2 separate regions of the Zea mays genome follow, and region 1 is linked to region 2. Evidence: chromatin contacts called from public Hi-C data. All regions are on one chromosome and are shown on one strand. The core of a region is the stretch at or near the end of the contact, and the rest is flanking DNA. Distances in the headings are between cores, read along the strand shown. Region 1 holds the start of LOC100192051. Region 2 holds the start of LOC103629163 (acetylornithine aminotransferase, mitochondrial).

Region 1 (3,692 bases), core at 803-3,302, 290 kb after region 2:
TGCTTTTAATTTCATTAATTAAAGAATACGACTAACTAGTGCTGCCACCAATTTATTTACTAGTATTTGTTAACATAAGGAGTAAAGACGCCGTTACTACAGTAATCTGACCCCGATTAGTGCGCGCGACGTTTCTCTAGAACTTTGTCAGCAAGACCCGCAGCATGCGTGGTAGTGGTGAAGCTCGAGTAAATCACAGGGATGTATATTTGCACTATAGATACTTACAATTAAGCCGCAATATGGTGAAAAAAAATGTCCTACTTAATGGCAATCTATTTTTTTTCTTGGGTTCATTTTCACCCATAGTGTCATACCCGGATTTAAGGGCAAAACCGGACGCAGATCAAATGTGTGTTAAGATCAAGTCTTTATGTAGTGATCCTTGATGCATCATAACTCTTCTTAACTCGATCAACCTTAACTTTGCAAGTCTTCTTCTTCACCCCTGGCTTTGGGTTCATGGTCTTCTTGATCTTCTCCCGTGCACTCGGTACCTCGAAGCTCTTCTTGCCTCCATCCTTGGCTTGATCGGTTGTCTATGAGTTACGCACACCGAGTCTCACTTAAACAATGTTCATCTTACTTGTGATGTCCATTATCTATAGATAATCAAGTCTTTGGACCATCACACTTGTTCACTTATGTTGAACTCTGTTAGCTTTGCATTAAGCACCTGTTCAACACTTAGCACACTTGTTAGTCCTTTAATTGGGTTGTCATCCAAACACCAAAACCCATAAGAGAGCTTTCAACATCGTGCCTGATGAGGTGCTTCAGCAGCGGCAGGCAACATCATGGTGTGAGTAACTGTTGGCGTATTTTTTGGCTGAAATTTCCTTGTTGTCTATACATATAGTAAGTCAATTATATTGTCTCTGTATCTTTATTTGCTATTAATAGTTGTACCGCAGAAGTCCCATTATTCCCTACTCCTCTATCTGTTGAGAAATAATTTCTTTGTTTTTTTTATCTCTACTTGATTCACCTAGACCATTTTGCTTTGTGTATATGTAATTGATTCTATCTCTTTTAACATTACGTGGTGCTAGGAAATGAATCAACTTATGTTACATCTATCTGCCAACTTCTAATTGTGTTCTTAGTTATGGACTTATATTACCAAAGATCTGTCTCTGTAGACCTGTTAAGAACAGTGTAGCATATATACTAACTTTTGTTGCCTTATCAGGTTTTAGTCGCCGGCGTTATTCCTTCTCTATATGTTGCATTACAATATCAATTTCCATCTCTTGACCATGCGCAGGAGGAAACATATTTATTTGTTTCATACCAAATATAAGAATTTTCCTAATCTTTACCATCAACATTAACCTTCACACTAGTGTGTGTAAATGGCAATGCAATTGGAGACGGTAGAAATGCTCTGGTATTTAACACGCACAAAAAACGCCAGCCTTTGATTCGGGCTGTTTCCTCATTTCTCTCCTCATTCGATGGCTGCATCCGGAATTCCGGATAGATTTTTGGCATGTAAGAAAGGAAACCAAAAAAAGCGCCATTTCTTTTTTTTGGTCTTCAACGATCACAGACAGCTCTTCTTGTACACAGCTCTTAAATAATATTAGTTGATCACAGACAGCCTTTGATTCGGGCTGTTTCCTCATTTCTCTCCTCATTCGATGGCTGCATCCATCATGTTAGAAAGGAAACCAAAAAGGCGCCATTTCCATTTTTTTTTTTTTGGTCTTCAACGATCACAGACAGCTCTTCTTGTATGGTTACTTGTCAAGTACCGTACCGTTTGTTACGAAGGGACGGCAGCGCCCGCACATGCATTTTGGGATTACAACCTGCTTTTCAACCGAAAGACAAGTAACCGCAGACATGGTTTGGTTTTGGTTGCATTGCATGACGAGATTTGGATCACAGCTGGTTCGTTTTTTTAATTAAAAATTAAATTATAAATTATAAAGACTACCACGTCAATTGACACGCGGAGTCGCGGACACTCTCTGATCCGAACGGCCAAGTAATAAATTATAAAGACTGCCCTCCCTCCTCAAGGCTCCAGCTTTGCGTCTGTGGCCAACCAGGCGCCTCCCTCCCACCACCCGGCTCTCCACGCCGCCGCCGCCGCCGCCACAAGCGACCGCGCATCCGCTCTTCTCCCTCCCTTCGCTCTCGGCGGCCGGCGATGGGGGAGACCGTACGGGCGGGCGACGTTGCAATCACGACTCACGAGGTACGCCCACTGGCCCCGTCCCCCCTTCCTTCCTTCCTTCCTTCTCTGACGAGCGGCCTCCGATCTGACGCGACCGGCGGCGACTTCGTTTCCGGGTGGGTAGACGGTGTTGTACGGGAGACTGCGCGCGGCCGCGACGACGGATCAAAAAAATAAAAACAAAAACAAACGAATCTTCCGTCCCCTCGATCCGACAAAGTGCGTGGGCGCCGCGGCGTGGCGTAGTTGGCGCCCCCGCGCGCGCGCGCGCATAGCCTGCCTTGCCATGCCACAGTCGCTTTCCCCCCCTCCCTTATCAGTTATCACCCAGCCAAAAGCGAGGCCAGGGAGGGGTGGTGGGGACTCGGTCTTGTTCGTTTCCGCCGTCGGGTTTATTCGCCGGGACCGCGGTTCCATTGCTCTCTGCTTCTCTAGACACCGGCGGCCGTCGCCGTCCTCGCCAGCCAGTCCTACTCCTACCACTCGCCCGCTCGTCCGCGAGCGAGCTGATGGGTTGCGTCGGTCGGCTCGGCTGATTGGGTTCCGTCTTCCGTCCTCTCAATCATTCGGTTCCGCGACCTGGGGTCCTAAGACCTAAGCGTCGCGTCCGTCCAAGGCCACGGAGAGTCCTGGTGGCCGTGCGGGCACTGTGCGCCCGTGGAGGTGTCGTGTCTCGGTGCCCACACGACAACGACGCTCCTCTGCACCCCCGTCTCTACAAGTACCACCTGGCTGACTCCAGTTTCCCGACGCCATTCCACGTATCTCTTGTTTAGGCCGGGCTCGAGAGAGTTGGGCTCCGAATCCTGGGTGGGTTTGGAGTTGGAGAATCGCCTTCGTCGCTCGACCCAGAAAGATTCGGTACCGCATCCTCTTTTCCCATACCGACCTTCAGGAATCTACTTTTTCTTCTTCTTTTGTGTGTTTGTGCGCTTTCGGGATAACAGACGATGCCTGAGGAATCTACTTTGTTGTTCTTGTGCCTTCGGGATAACAGATGCCTTCAGCCATCTTGATCCTGCCTGCCTGCGCGTGCCTATCTGGTGATGGTATACGAATCTGTTTATGAGGTTTTACTTGCCTTGGCCTTTGTTCCATTGGTTTGCTTCGATCGGGGAGACTGTAATGTAGCTTTGTCCGAGGGCATAAATAATCTGTGTGGATATTCGGTTCCTGTCCATTTTTAAGGGCGCTGCTTGAATCTTGTATCCGTTTTTTTCATGCACTTGTCTGCACTCAGAGATGGTGGAAATAGGAAGGGAAGGAAAAGACAAATGGATTTTTTTTACTTGTCTGCTGTTCTGCTATCTTCTGAACTCCCTCACTTGAATACTCTTCTTTTTTTTAGTTTTGTTCCTTTAGTGACACACATATTGCTCGCCTGATCTTCATTCCCACACTAGCTTTGGGAGGAACTGGAACGCGTATAACAAGTTTTTCTAGACTCTATGTCATTTCAGCTGTGCATCTACATCATCTTTGTTGTTGTGTATTGATTCCCACGCTA
Region 2 (3,909 bases), core at 746-3,245:
AACCACTTTGCTCTCGGAACAGCTAGCATCGGTCTGACATGTAATAATTATTCGATTCCAAAAAAAAAAAGAGTTTGTTTCAATGAACACAACAACATTGGCCCGACATGAAATTTATTCGATTCCAAAATTTGGAATCAGGTTTCATATCCGGACCTATTGCACCACCATATACATTAGGCAGCAGCAACGACATCGAGCGCCGGTAGACAGTCCCTTATGACATCCGCGGCATGCTCCAGCTCCTTCTCCGAGACGATGAGCGGCGGCACCAGCCTCACCACATTGCCCTTACCGGCAGTCAGCACGACGACGCCGGCGTCCAAGCACGCGTCGACCAGAGGACCAGCTGGCACGTCCAGCTCGACGCCGACGAGAAGGCCGACCCCGCGGACCTCCCTCACGTGCGGGTTCCCGCTCAGCTTGGCGCGGAGCAGCTGCTTGAAGCTCTCCCCTTTCCTCGACACCTCGGCCAGGAAACCGGGTCTCGTGATCTTGTCGAACACCGTTATCGCGGTCTGGCAGGCGAGAGGCCCGCCGCCAAACGTCGTGCCGTGGTCGCCGTAGTTTATGGCTGCGGCGATCTTCTCCTTCACCAGGACAACGCCGATGGGAATGCCGTTGGCCAGTGGCTTCGCTAAGGTCATTATGTCTGGTTCCACTCCGTACGCCTCATGCGCCCAGAGGTGGCCTGTGCGCCCGAAACCACACTGCACCTGCGTTTGTTTAGAAAGCATATACGTACCACCATTACTACATCTCATGGCTGACAGATTGATGCAGCTTGAAAACTAAGGAATGTGACCATGATGTGTCGCTGGGTTGAAGATAGGAATGCAGAACAGAGTCACAGCTTGACTCTGCTACATTATCTCTTGTATATGGACTGTATGCCTAAAGTTCATAGTGGAATGCATGGCTACAACTAAATTGTGCGCGTTTCGTGCTTTGTAAACGAAATATGAATTACTAGCAATATCATCGGGTTCTCGATATGAACAGAGATTCAGAGAAGAGAGATGGGACAGAGTACACCGTACCTCATCAAAGACCAAGAGGGCTCCCGCCTCGTCACAGGCGTCCCGCAGCCCCTGCAAGAACTCCCTGGTGGCACTGTGAATGCCACCCTCACCCTGCACGGGCTCGACGAAGACAGCAGCGACCCTGCCGGACCGTACGAACTTCTTGGCCGCCTCCAGATCGCCGTAATCCACGAAGGTCACCCCAGGCATGACGGGCGCGAAGGGCTCCCGGTACTGCGACTTGCTGGTGAGCGCGACGGCGCCCATGGTCCGGCCGTGGAAGCTGCTGCTGAACGCCAGGAACTCCGTGGGCGGGTCGCCGCTCTCCGGGTGTGCGGCCCGCTGGAACTTGCGGGAGAATTTGATGGCCGCCTCGTTGGCCTCCGTGCCAGTGCTGGCGAAGAAGGCGCGGTCCGCGAACGACACCTCAACGAGCCGCTTGGCTAGCTCCACCTGCGACAGCGAGGCGCTTCTGCAGATGAAGCAGAGAAAAATGGGCCGGCCGGAGCAATGCGTCGAACACATGGCGAGGGAAGCGGGGGAGGGAGGATCGGAGGGAGCAGGAGCACCCACCTGGGGTTTGGTGTAGAAGACGTTGCTGACGTGGACGACCTTACCGGCCTGCTCCGCGATGGTGGCGCACACGTCTGGGTCCGCGTGGCCGAGCGCCGTGACGGCGATGCCGGCGGCCATGTCGAGGTACTCGCGGCCGTCGGTATCGTAGAGCTTGCACCCGCGGCCGTGCTCGAAGACGACGCGGGACCGCTTGTAGGTGCCGACGAGGTACCGCGCCTCGCCGTCCACGACGGCCAGGCTCGCGGCCGACAGCTCCCGCCGCGCCGCCCCCACGGCGGCCGCGGTGGTCGGGGGCGGCGGAGCGAGGAAGGCCGCGACGCGCGCGCGGCGGGACGGAGCGGCCCAGCCGGCGGCCGGTTTGACGGCGAGAAAGGACTGGAGCGAGGCCATGGCAGATCGGAGTTTGGGGGGGGGGGGGGGGGGGGGGGGGCGTGCGGGACGCCACCAGCGTCTGGTTGCGTTGGGGATTTTTAGACGGAAACGTGTGTTGCGTTTCGGAGTAGGGTTCCGGGAAAGATACCAGTCATTCACTCTGTCAGAAATGTGCGATTGCGTCGGTCGGGCCCGCATAGAAGTGAGACGGAGTAGCCGAGTAGTAGGTGCCTCTGCATACGGCGGCGCTGCGCGGTTGGTTGGTCAGGGCGTCAGGCTAGGCAACGGAGAAATACCGTCCGGCAATCTCTGCTACTCCTTAGACTAGCTCCAACAATGAGCTCTAAAGGGTCCTGTACTCTAAATTTAGAGGACGCGGACGTCCTCTACTCCCTACAGCAACGTCCTCTAAACGGTCCTCTAAATTTAGAGAACGCTGCTGGATCCTCTATATATAGAGTTTCTCTAAACGGTTCTCTATCTATTTGAATACTTTAAACAACCGGTTTAATAAAACTAAAATATGTACAATACATTTGAGAGTATGACAAATACGTATGTACAAAAATTAAAAAATTAAAAATGTCTTTAATATAGGTATTTACATATAGAGGACGTGATTTAGAGGACATTGTTGGAGAGAAAGTAGATATAGGAGATGGAATCTTTTAGAGAAGACTGTAAAGGACGGATATAGAGGATGTATATAGAGGACGTTGCTGGAGACAGCGGCACCCTCTGCCGCCGCGCCGCGATGCCCGCCAATCACGCCAGCGCGTTCTCCGTGTTCCGCCAATCTCACAGCAGCGCGCTCGGCAAACTCTCTTCCCCACCGCGGTCCCCCCTTCCCCACCCACCGGAGACCGCGCCCTTCCCCCTTCCCCACAGCGGCCACCGGATCTGGCATGGCACACACCTGAGATTGCGCTCTTCCCCACCGGATCCAGCTTGGCGCACACCGGAGACCACGCCCTTCCCGCTTCCCCACCGCGGCCACCGGATCCAGCATGGCACACGCGCGCTCCGGCATGGCGCATCCACAGCGCGAACGCCCGAAATGGAGCAGCGAGCATCCATGTACCCATCGGAGACCAGGCCATTCACCACCGCAGTCCCCACCCCACCCCATCCCCCGCGCATCACGCCCAACCCGCATCCGGATCCGGAAACTTTCATTCACCTCCCATGGTCGCTCTCCCCTGTTCGGATCTAACATTCGAGAGTTTGGTTCGGTCTCAAGCAGCGACGGCGTCACGGGCGTGGCATCGAACGCGGACGCGGTGGCGATGTGGATGTGGATGGTGTCCTGCAGGGCGCCCTGCGGCTGGTGCTCAAGTCCACAGGCGACACCACACCTTCATCCTCGGTGCCTTCCACAACACCCCCAACATCCCGACGGCTGGGCGACACGGGACGCGCGCTCCTCACGGTCTCCAACATCCCGTTGGGTCGCCACCGCCTCTGCTGCAGTATCCACCATAAGACTACTCGGTGGAGGGCAAGGTCAAGGCATCATTCTGCTGTGTCAAGGCCATGTGCTCCGAGCTCATCCATGTCTGGTATGGATCACACCGTCTTCTTTACCTCTGCACTGCCCCTTTTATCGGGTCCTCCGTTCTTCTGGTAATGGGGTACCGTGAAATTCTGTTTCGTTGCCATAGTGGAAATTGCAGCTGCAATGCATGAGGGAAGGTTGTTGGGTGTGTTTGGCTAATTCTCTCCCAAAATGTGGAAGAAAATATGTTCTGGGATTGTGTAGGATTGTTTCCCTGGTTATAGGCAAAAACTTAATGGAGCTCTGCTGCGATTACTTTTAGCTCTGTGTTAATTAACCCTAATTTTGTTCAAAAACATTTGAAGACGAATTGAATCTCGGAAAAGAAAATTTCTTTGCATGGGTAGTGTGTTTGGCTAATTCTCTCCCAAAATGTGGAAGAAA

The links. Hi-C and Micro-C count contacts between places; a contact is called where the count stands out from the background.
Region 1: a Hi-C map of bundle sheath shows a contact between it and region 2, with 3 times the contacts expected there. The contact joins the promoter of LOC100192051 here to the promoter of LOC103629163 in region 2. A contact is called at or near these places in 4 of 25 Hi-C or Micro-C datasets (bundle sheath, ear, root tip and 1 more).

The regions. Positions count from the first base shown.
Region 1 is chr6:32,353,199-32,356,890 of Zm-B73-REFERENCE-NAM-5.0, forward strand. It overlaps LOC100192051, which reads left to right and starts at 2,053. Exons shown (of 2, transcript NM_001137474.1): 1 at 2,053-2,206. The coding sequence starts at 2,159.
Region 2 is chr6:32,062,480-32,066,388 of Zm-B73-REFERENCE-NAM-5.0, forward strand. It overlaps LOC103629163 (acetylornithine aminotransferase, mitochondrial), which reads right to left and starts at 1,996. Exons shown (of 3, transcript NM_001346846.1): 1 at 1,596-1,996; 2 at 1,041-1,475; 3 at 1-716. The coding sequence starts at 1,988. The coding sequence ends at 177. It also overlaps the pseudogene LOC103629164.